Linked DNA regions of Zea mays: regions 1 and 3 are each linked to region 2. Evidence: chromatin contacts called from public Hi-C data. All regions are on one chromosome and are shown on one strand. Each heading gives the region's core, a stretch centred on a gene start, on an enhancer-like site or on the middle of the called end of the contact. The rest is flanking DNA. Distances are from core to core; before and after follow the strand shown. Region 1 holds the start of LOC100216973 (DUF868 family protein). Region 2 holds the start of LOC100284622. Region 3 holds the start of LOC103653477 (transcription factor JUNGBRUNNEN 1).

Evidence for each region. Hi-C and Micro-C count contacts between places; a contact is called where the count stands out from the background.
Region 1: a contact with region 2 is called in a Hi-C map of ear, with 4 times the contacts expected there. The contact joins the promoter of LOC100216973 here to the promoter of LOC100284622 in region 2. A contact is called at or near these places in 4 of 25 Hi-C or Micro-C datasets (ear, endosperm, leaf mesophyll and 1 more).
Region 3: a contact with region 2 is called in a Hi-C map of ear, with 2.3 times the contacts expected there. The contact joins the promoter of LOC103653477 here to the promoter of LOC100284622 in region 2. A contact is called at or near these places in 2 of 25 Hi-C or Micro-C datasets (ear and endosperm).

The regions. Positions count from the first base shown.
Region 1 is chr4:88,171,739-88,174,777 of Zm-B73-REFERENCE-NAM-5.0, reverse strand. It overlaps LOC100216973 (DUF868 family protein), which reads left to right and starts at 1,267. Exons shown (of 2, transcript NM_001143353.1): 1 at 1,267-2,597. The coding sequence starts at 1,323. The coding sequence ends at 2,549.
Region 2 is chr4:87,556,035-87,559,253 of Zm-B73-REFERENCE-NAM-5.0, reverse strand. LOC100284622 reads right to left here and starts at 1,629. Exons shown (of 6, transcript NM_001157517.1): 1 at 1,321-1,629; 2 at 1,098-1,238; 3 at 441-581. The coding sequence starts at 1,425.
Region 3 is chr4:86,779,317-86,782,807 of Zm-B73-REFERENCE-NAM-5.0, reverse strand. LOC103653477 (transcription factor JUNGBRUNNEN 1) reads right to left here and starts at 1,918. Exons shown (of 3, transcript XM_008680371.3): 1 at 1,711-1,918; 2 at 1,253-1,545; 3 at 333-1,172. The coding sequence starts at 1,900. The coding sequence ends at 510.

The DNA of each region.
Region 1 (3,039 bases), core at 18-2,517, 620 kb before region 2:
ATATAAAAATTGAGGTATGGCAGCTGCCATACTACCATAACGGGTGCTCCACAAAGACATGTATTATATATGTTCATGTTGCTTGTATCCTTTCTTTTTATTAGTTCTCAAGCCAAAAGGTGGTATATAGGAATTGATAAAAGCTTCTGCTTAGCTACACATTATTTCAAGTTTTTCACAAAAAAAAACATGAGAAAATTAATAATTGGAAAATTAGCATTCGTCAATCATTATTTGCTTTTGCATCACGAACTACCATCCACTTGGTCGATCTGCAAACCTAAACCTTATCCAATCCACTAACGATATAATGCATACATAAAAAAATTAACTGGCTCTGACCCATAACTAGCGAACAACTCCTGAGAAGGATATTTTTGATGATTCCTGAGCTTTAATATTTTTTTTACCCACCTTATCCTGCTGCATTAATTATCCTTCGCAGATTCCACTTAGCAGTCTCAATTAAAACTAACAAGGAAAGATAAAATGAATTCGATTCAAGAAATATTCAACCACATAGAGAATCAACCACAAAATGAGTTTATTAGGGGAGATTGGATTAAAAACCTGAATCAATATCAACGCCAAGAATGCTTTGACGTTTAAATTTCATAGCAATTGTGGCATTCGCCGGCGGCTAGAACCCTACCCACCTCTGTTTTCGGTTTTGGATCGTGGACAAAGATTCGGTCTTCATCCGATAGACTAGATATTGGCTCAGGCCCGAAAGAGTCTGGCGCTTGCCTGTTTAGGCAACGTATTGGCATGTTTGTTTCTATTTTCGCATTTCTGTAATACCTTCTGTATTTCAGACAGGGACGGAGGGATTATAGTAGTGCCTAAGCACTGCAACGATACATGAGGATTATAGGAGTACACTAGTACAATGTATGTGCATTACAATGACATGTAAGAACAAACGTTACAATTTAATTAAGCCAAAAGGCTAAGATAAAAATACTGAGACACAAGCCCATAACTAGCGCACGGTCTCTTAGAGCGAGCGCCAACGGCGCGCCATGCTTTCTAGTATGTCCTAACTGCTTAATTTGAAACGTGAATTTCCATCATTCGTTCCATGTCTTTTTCCTCAATTCCGACTGAAATCAGACAAAATTGGCGACGCACCTCATATGTTTGCCGAGGCGAACCGTCCCGCGGCAAGCCAGCAAACCCAGCCGCACCACTTGCGGAACGCAGCAAGCCAGCAACCCCTTGACGCCTTGGATTCGCACTGCAAGTCTGCGCCACAGCGCGCACGCATTCCAATCGACTAGCGTAGACGCAGTGGCGTCTCGCAGTGGCGTCTCGCGCTACCGATGCCCAGCCGGATCGCCGCCTGCTTCCGCTGCGCCGCGGCGCCGTCCTCGGGCGCGGGCGCGGGCGCGGCGGGGCCCAGCCTGGCGACCTCCATCTACGAGACCCACCTCGGCTTGGTCGCGCTCTCCTGGTCCCGGACCTCGCTCGGCCTCTCCCTCCGCGCCGTGCTCCGCCTGTCGGCCACGCCCCCGCCCGGCTCCTCCTCCTCGGCGTCCGGAGCGGGCTACCTCGACGATGACGCGGACGAAGAGATTCTCGCCTTCCGCGTCAGCCCATGGCTATTCTGGCGCCGCCGCGGGTCCAGACGGTTCCGCGCTGGCGACCGCCTCGTCGACCTGGCGTGGGATCTCTCTCGCGCGCGCTTCCCGGTCTCCGGGTCCCCCGAGCCCTCATCGGGCTTCTTCGTCGCCGTCGTCGTCTGCGGCGAGATGGTCCTCGCGGCCGGGGACCTGACCGATTTGGCCTACCGGAGGACCCGGGCCCGGCGCCCATCAGGCCCGCGTCCGGTCCTCCTCTCCCGGCGGGAGCACGTCTCGCTACGCGACGCGGGCGCCGGCCGAGGCCGCAGCCACACCACCTGGGTGAACGTCCAGGGCAAGGAGCGGGAGATCTCCGTGGATCTCGTGGCTCGCGGCCGTGGCAGGGACAAGGCCACCGCCGGCAAGGGGAAGGAGAAGGACCGGGCTGATGTCGGCATGTCGGTCTCTGTCGACGGCGAGCGAGTGCTGCACGTCCGGCGCCTGCGCTGGAAGTTCCGCGGCAGCGAGCGGGTCGACCTCGGGGGCGGCGACGGCGTCCAGGTCTCTTGGGATCTCCACAACTGGCTCTTCCCCCCACGCGAGCCGCCCCCCACGGAGGCCTCGACGCACGCCCACGCGGTGTTCGTTTTCCGGTTCGAACTCGCCAGCGGCGGCGAGGAGAGCGAGGCGGATTTGGGGAAGAATCCCTCCCCCAGCAAGGACGCAAGGAGGAACACGGGCGTTTGGGGAGGCTACCTCGCGCGGTGGGGGCAACGGGACTGGAGCGAGACGGGCAGCAACGGTGAGAGGAGGAAGGGCAGGGGGCGGAGGCTGGCCAAGGAGAGCTCGTCGTCGTCGGCGTCCGTGGCATCCTCCACGGCGTCGTGGGCCAGTGGCTCCACGGTGATGGACTGGGCCAGCCCCGAGGAGGTCGAGATGCAGCGCGGCGACGGCTTCTCGCTGCTGATCTACGCCTGGAAGAGCTAACACCGGCGACGACGGCGGCAGCATAGTTCTGATCAACTAGCGGTGATGGTAAATTTTCTCTGGACTGTTGTAGTTTGCAGTGTTCTTGTGCAGTTAAAGCCTGGAGAGATTGAATTGAGCTTGAATTACAGTAGTGCCATTGCTAAGTGGAACGAGCGATTAGTGTGATTTTTTTTCATTACTAGAACAATTTTCTTCCCTGGATTAGCATTAATTACTGAAATGAACCCAACACCAAATCTATTTGCCTACAATCTAGGGCAATGGCTCAGGATATTTTGAGCAGCTTGGAATCAGTCCACCGTAGCGATCAACGTCAACAACTCCAGTATAGTATCTTATTCTGTGTTTCTCTTGTGTCACCTGCTCAAAAGAGAATCTATCCATCAATCAATTAGCTGTTGCTGCAGTGGTCGTTCTCCTAATTGTCTTTGACATTAATCATAGATGTTAGATCTTAAGGATCGGTGGTTACGATCGCGACGTTCAC
Region 2 (3,219 bases), core at 380-2,879:
GAAAAGTATATTACAGACCAAGTTGCTACATGTGTGAACCTGGACCTGGATAGTGAAGGACATAAACATTCCATCTAATAATATTTCAAGATTTCATGCTTGATCCTAATTTGACATGATTTGACACAAAACTGCATCATGTAGTCAGAGACATTAAAAGGTCCACGGCAATTTCAAGAGAATATCGTAGGTCGTTTTTCCACTGCATCAGGTAGGTCGTTTTTCCTTTTCTAGGTACACAACTTTTGCTATGCAGCTAGATATATGCTATGTCTAAATAAATTGTCAAAACTATGTATCTACAGAAGATAATACAACATATAGTTTGAAATGGAGAAAGAAAATTTTTATCTTACAATCTAACTTCAATTGTTCAAATAATATACAGGATTTTAATTGTTAATTGATGTTACAACATGGGAGATTGATATCAAACTAACCTCAAGGTTACCAGACAACGGTGAAGCGTGCAGGTGACTGTGCAACCACCTCCGTGTCCTCATGTGTTGCAACCTGATGATGCCACCAGTTTCGATGGCATCACCTTGCTTAGACGATGAATCTGGAGTGGGCCTTATGATCTGCATTCAATCAGACCTAGATCTTAAGAAACATTGAACGCCGGCTCATTGGTTAGCTGGCTATTTGAATTGAAAATTATATATGGACCAAACTATCACTGCTGTAGCGAATCAGAAAATTTAAAAAAAATCAGATTCGCAATAAGACCCAAGTTGCTTGGGACTAAAAGGCTTTGTTGTTGTTGTTGTCTTATTCGCAATAAGAACTTTTTTCTGCGCATGTTTACTTGTTTCATCAAAGAACTACCAGTACTGCTGACCTGCCATTACATATTTTTCAGAGAAATCCTATGTTCTTGCTCATCCCAATATATATTAGCTCTCTCTTGACAAACAATAGCAATGTTTGCACGCTAAATTCAAACAAACTGATCAAAGTACTGCGTTCTGAACAAGAATGCACTGAACACTAAACTCAATTCAATGCTACCATCTGAACTCTAAAATAATAACGAGTAAACAGGACACATTTATTTTATGAACCGGTAAGGGTCAGATCATGAGAAGGACACGCACCCAGTAGCTATTTGAGTCATCGCCTTCAGGAAACCCGGTGACAGACTGCTGACCGCTGCCTGAGCCGTAGGGCACATCGTGCGAGTGCAGACGGTGCTTCGTCTTCTCGTGCATCAGCTTGATCACACTACCGTAGGCCACCTGCAAGCAGATCTAGATCAGAATCGCACCCAAACCCATAACCCTCCACCGTAGATCTTAAGGTCCTGGTCCAGATGCGCACCTCGGTGCCCTCCACCTCGACGGGAGCCGCTGCGCCCCCATCGATCCCCCCGGAGCCAGAGCCAACCAAGAACGCCACGGCGAGCACGAGCAGCGACGCGGCCATCACGACGGCAAGCGCGCGGCGCGACCTCGGTGGAGTGGAGGAGGAGGACGACGAGGAGGAAGCGTCGGCCTTGCCTTTGCTCTTGGCGGCCGGGGCGGGGGCGGGGGCCGGCGGTGCCGTGGCCTCGGACGGTGACCGCACGGCGCGCGCGCGGGGGATTCGCGGGTCGGTCTAGTGCGTCGGTTCGTGCGGCGTAAACTGAGGGGAGGCTCTCGGCGATTTCGGGCGAGGTACATGACAGGCCGTTGCTTCCGCGCAAGACTTGGAGTTGGAGAGGGCCCGGGTCCCTGGCTCCACCTCCACGTGTAGCTAGCGAACGGGGAGATGCCGCGTGTCCCCAACGCGTCACGAATGTGAGGCTGCGCCGTAGGATGCAGGATGTGCGGTGTAGATTTGTTGCGAGGGAGACCGTTGAACTAACGGGCCGTGAACTTTTGGGCTGTTGGGCCAGAAGGCAAATCGTCTTGGTCTCCTATCCCCTGTGTGTCACCACCATTGCAGGCCGAATTGGATTGGGCTGGTTGGTATGGACTGGGGGCGAGAGGGGCCATGGTAGTAGTGTGCGCAAACCAGGTTGTGCCATGGTTGTTGTAACGCTCATCAAAAGTTAATCAGTAGTAGTACACGTTAAAAGTGCTGCAGCGAGATTGGTCAAGTGCAGGACACACAATGTACTACTACTGGAGTACTAGATTTTTTGGTATGCAAAGAGGGCAGAGGGAATCGTGCAAATACCGTGGCTCCCAAGAATCCGCATAGCCAGGGCCAGGGGCGGCACACTGGTTGTCTCTGCCGCAGGTTTAGCACAGCAATTTGGCAGGCAAGGACACAACAAGATCAAACACACAAGATCAGGATGACAGGGCCAGCCGTAGGACAAAAACCGGTGGCATTCTGTTCCATGACCGCGGCTGCCTCCAACAGTTGTCCGACATTGTTTAAAAAAACAATTGTCCGACATGTCTGTCTGTCAGTCAACCCTGGCGGATCACATTTCACACTATCCAGCGGGTGAAGACGTGTAGTGTACGTGCCAAAAGCCACGGGCACCAGCCCGACAGTTGCACCCAAAATTTCGTACTAGTTCGGTAGATGAAGCGTCCGATCACTCCGGCCAATCCACCAGAGTCCAGACCACTCGACAAACTTGGAGTGTTTGGTTTGAGAAATGATATAGTCCATCATTTTTTCACTCCTCACTTTTTTGTTTGGTTTGTGGAATAGAGTGAGTTAATCCATCACCACCTCATTCCTCATAGTTAGTTGTTTAGTACTAATATGTAGAATGGAGTCATCCCACCAAATTTGAGGAATGGACCTATGATGCACCACTTCATTTTGGATAGAGTGATTCATCAAACCAAACACCTCATTTATAGCCTGATTCGCTTCTCGTTTTCCCTGGTAAACCAAAGGTGCTCTAGCGGATCGTATCTGTCGGGTGCTGATACCCGAAATAGGCCCATGACCTTTTTAGAAACGGTACGAATACCGACTAGATACTCGCCGAGCAACTCTGCGAGGCGGAGTGTCCGACTAGATCTCTACTGAGCAACCTTGTGAGGCGGAGCGACTGACTAGTGATGTATTTAGTTTGAGGTCAAAGTAAGATGAGGCGGGCCGACACCGTCCACTCGATTTTTTGAGATCATGCTACCACCAAAAATTACTCCGGTGTTTACCTCGCCCACACGTGACTCTCATCCAAACACTATAGAAACTGTGACCACCTCCTTCCATCCCTCCTTGTATATTCAACCAAACACTCCCTACGTCTCCATCGAGCAACTCGGC
Region 3 (3,491 bases), core at 669-3,168, 780 kb after region 2:
TTGGTTTCTCATAGCCCATATATGAGTTAACGACCCATTGCAAGAAGTGGGGGAGAGGGGGATAGATGTGCACATTGTGCGTGACGCACCGTCAGAACTGATGTTTTAAAGGAGTGAATTACCACTGCCCCAGTAGAAACTAACTTTTTAGGTCACGCAACGCAAGACCACCGTAGACGATGATAGATACTGGCATGTTGATATATATAAAGTATTCAAACTTGCACAGCATTTTCGCACTGAAAGTGCAATATTTTCAGTAGTGTACTGTATGTACAGCACAGGTTCCTTCTGTCTGTTAGCTTTGCTGTTAACAATGCCTAAACCCTCACGGTATGTACACGGCACTCCTAACCAAAACTGAACAAAAACATGTCTCGGCAGCTAACAGGAATGCTAACAGATGAAGGAAGCTCACACTCACACCAGCTATAGACTGTACATGTAACGTGACCTATGAGATAGTACGTAGTGCACAATGCAACTGCTAACAGCCGCAGTCCGCAGCCCTAGCGTGGCAGCTCAGCCTGGACAGCAGCTGGGCTGAGGAAGGACTCCCAGGGTATGCTGCATCTCCACTCCTCCGAAGAATCCGCACCCAGATCAAAAGGGAAGTTGATCCTCCCCGCAGTTTCCCAGTCGCTGCTGTTGGCGCTGAAGCCACTGCTAGGCTTCCCGGTGGACGAGTCCTGGCTCCTGCCGCCGATGCAGCCACTGACGTCGGCAGAAGAATCGACCACGAATCCACCGAGGCGATTGTCAGGGTGCGCGCCGAAGAAGACTGGCGCTGCAGCCCTGTGCGGTGCCTGCACTTCGAAAGGGAAGGTGATTGGGAAATTCTCGGGCTCCTCGGAGGGGCTGCTGGTGAAGTTGATGAGCCTGCAAGAGGCGCCGTCCAGAGATGGGTTGTTGACACCCTTCTGCTGCTGGTGGTGGTGCTGACTATGCAGGCCATGCGTGCTCGTGAACTGGCCTGCGGCGGGTGCAGGCGGCGCTGCTTGCAGTGACAGCGATCTCTCGAGAGCTAACTCTGAAGCCTGCACTGACTGCAGCGCGGCGAACATGTCTGCCTCTGCTGTTGCACCAGGCAGTGGAGGCCCCCAGGTATGCGACAGCGCTCGCTGCGCCATGGAACTGGTCTTCTTGAAGATCCTACAGATAGTCCAGGAGTCCTGTTCGTGGCACAGAAAATTACTTCATTATTCATTCAGAACTCGCCAAAACAGCATTTGGATGAATCGGCAGTACTTACGTTGAGTGGAATGGTCTTGTCGACCGGACGCTTGGGGTCGGTGAGCGAGGGGAGCCTGAACTCGTGCATCATCCAGTCAGTTTTCATCCCTCTCGCCGCTCTCCCTCTGTAGAACACGAGGGACTTCTTGAGGCCCACGCACTTGGTGCCCTCGGACGAGTAGATTGGCCTGTCCGTCCCTGTGGCCTTCCAGAACCCGGCCGCTGTGACTCGGTTCGGCCTCACGCTGTTGCGGTACTTCCGATCCCTTGGGCAGTAGAAGTACCACTCTTTCTCACCGGTGCTCGCAAGCTCTGTCGATGGACAGGAACAGTTGAGACGTCAGAAACGCAGAAGATGCAACATCATTCACCGCTGCCTGATAAGCTCATAGAATGATAGAACTCCAAGACATGATAGAACTCCAAGACATGCATCCACAGAAAGGTCAAGTTCTGAAGAAAGTGGTGTCTTCTTACTTGGGAGATCCCATGGGTCATACTTGTAGATGTCCAGCTGCCTGATAAGCTCGATGGAGATAGGCTTCTGCTGGATCTTCCTCCTGAGGTAGAAACTCACCAGCTCTTCGTCGGTGGGATGGAACCGGAAACCCGGCATGAGGATCTCGTCTGACCTCTGCACGTTGATGTCATTCCTCTCCCCCTCCATGTCTTACACAGACTACTAGAGTGACGAAGCTTGGAGGCGCCCTGCTGCTGCCTACAAACCTACAAAGCCTACTTGTGTAGTATGTATCTTGTGAATGGGTTTCGGGGATGAAGCTGCCGAGGTGAAGACAACAGCCGAGAGCTGTATACTATTGCGCTTGGAAATCTATTACACACCATGTGTATATATATGAAGTGTTGGAATGACTGGATGAGGCCCACCACTCTGAAGATTTTAATAGCCGTATCTACTTCCTTCTCTATTTGAAAGCTGTCATCGCATATTTTAATGGCGGATTAGCGACTCAATAAGGACAATCTAGGAGGAATTACACTGTCTCCGTCCCTTTCGGTTCACACTTTAGAATACCCGAGTACGTAATACGGCAGTCAAAACAATCCTTAAACTAATAAGCAACAGTGCTTCGTTTACCAGCTTGAGCCTCCCCAGGCAAACAGAACGACTGATAAATACACACCCAAGTTCATTTTTTCGGATTCAAATTTTCAACGGGGGTATGGGACTCTTCTCAACTAGTAGTTTTACTTTTATCTGCTGCATGAACTTCAAGATACGTTCCTCCAGTATCTGGATCTAAAAACCCCCTTCAAGATATATTCCTACTTTTTGTCAGTTTGTACTTTGGGATTCCAAAATAATTTGAGTGTGTGTGTGTGTGAGAGAGAGATTCATACAATCATACTACTGCTTGGTTTCTCTTCAGAAACTATTTTCTGTTACATACAGACAGTGACGGCCTGTGACCAGCAGCGTAACTTTATCCATATGTTTATTGACTAGCTACCGTGCGTGCCACTGCGAAGTGTTGGAAGGGAGAGAAGCTTCTTATTCTGATAAGCACAGTTTGCTACACTAAAATTTATTGAAAGGTGAGTTGCCACGGTGGAAATCTGGTCCAGTTTGCCTGTCAACAGTCAGCTTGCTTAACCTTAACCCCCGCATGCTGGCTCTGGCTGGTCCTCCTTCCTTCCACATGGCTGTGCTCATTCCATAGTCCACAAGGCTCCATTTTTTTTTAAAAAAAATACTATATGGGGGCGTGCAGGATTTTTGAGCATGCTAGCACGGTGAACTGGATAGCTATGCTGAATAGGGCCGGTGAGCCGATCCTGATCCTGTAGTTCACACGTAATAATGTAAACACCGGCTGTCTTTGGAACTTTATCCGGTGCGCATTTTTTGCTTCTAAAAACTGCAGAGACAGTAGTACAGAAACGCTTACGATTTTTTTCTTGCATTTGTGTTGTCTATCTTGGTGTGCAGACATAATCGTTTCAGTGTGATTTGGTTGGCTGCACACATCCATCCATACTCTCTAGGTGCATTGACCAAGGGATAGCTCATGTTTGCTTCCCTGCGCATACAACGCCAAGCCTGCAGATACCCATGATAGTTCCGTTTCCAGCGAGTCATGCTCACAAGACTCAAGCCATACTCGACAACCCAACCAATTATGTTAAATGTGAAACACATGTCATACAATACTTGTCCAAATAGGTTGGCCTCGGCACGAAATTCAGATGGCCGTGCTTGGGCCAAGAAACCGGCCCGTGGAGCAGGCGCGACCCAT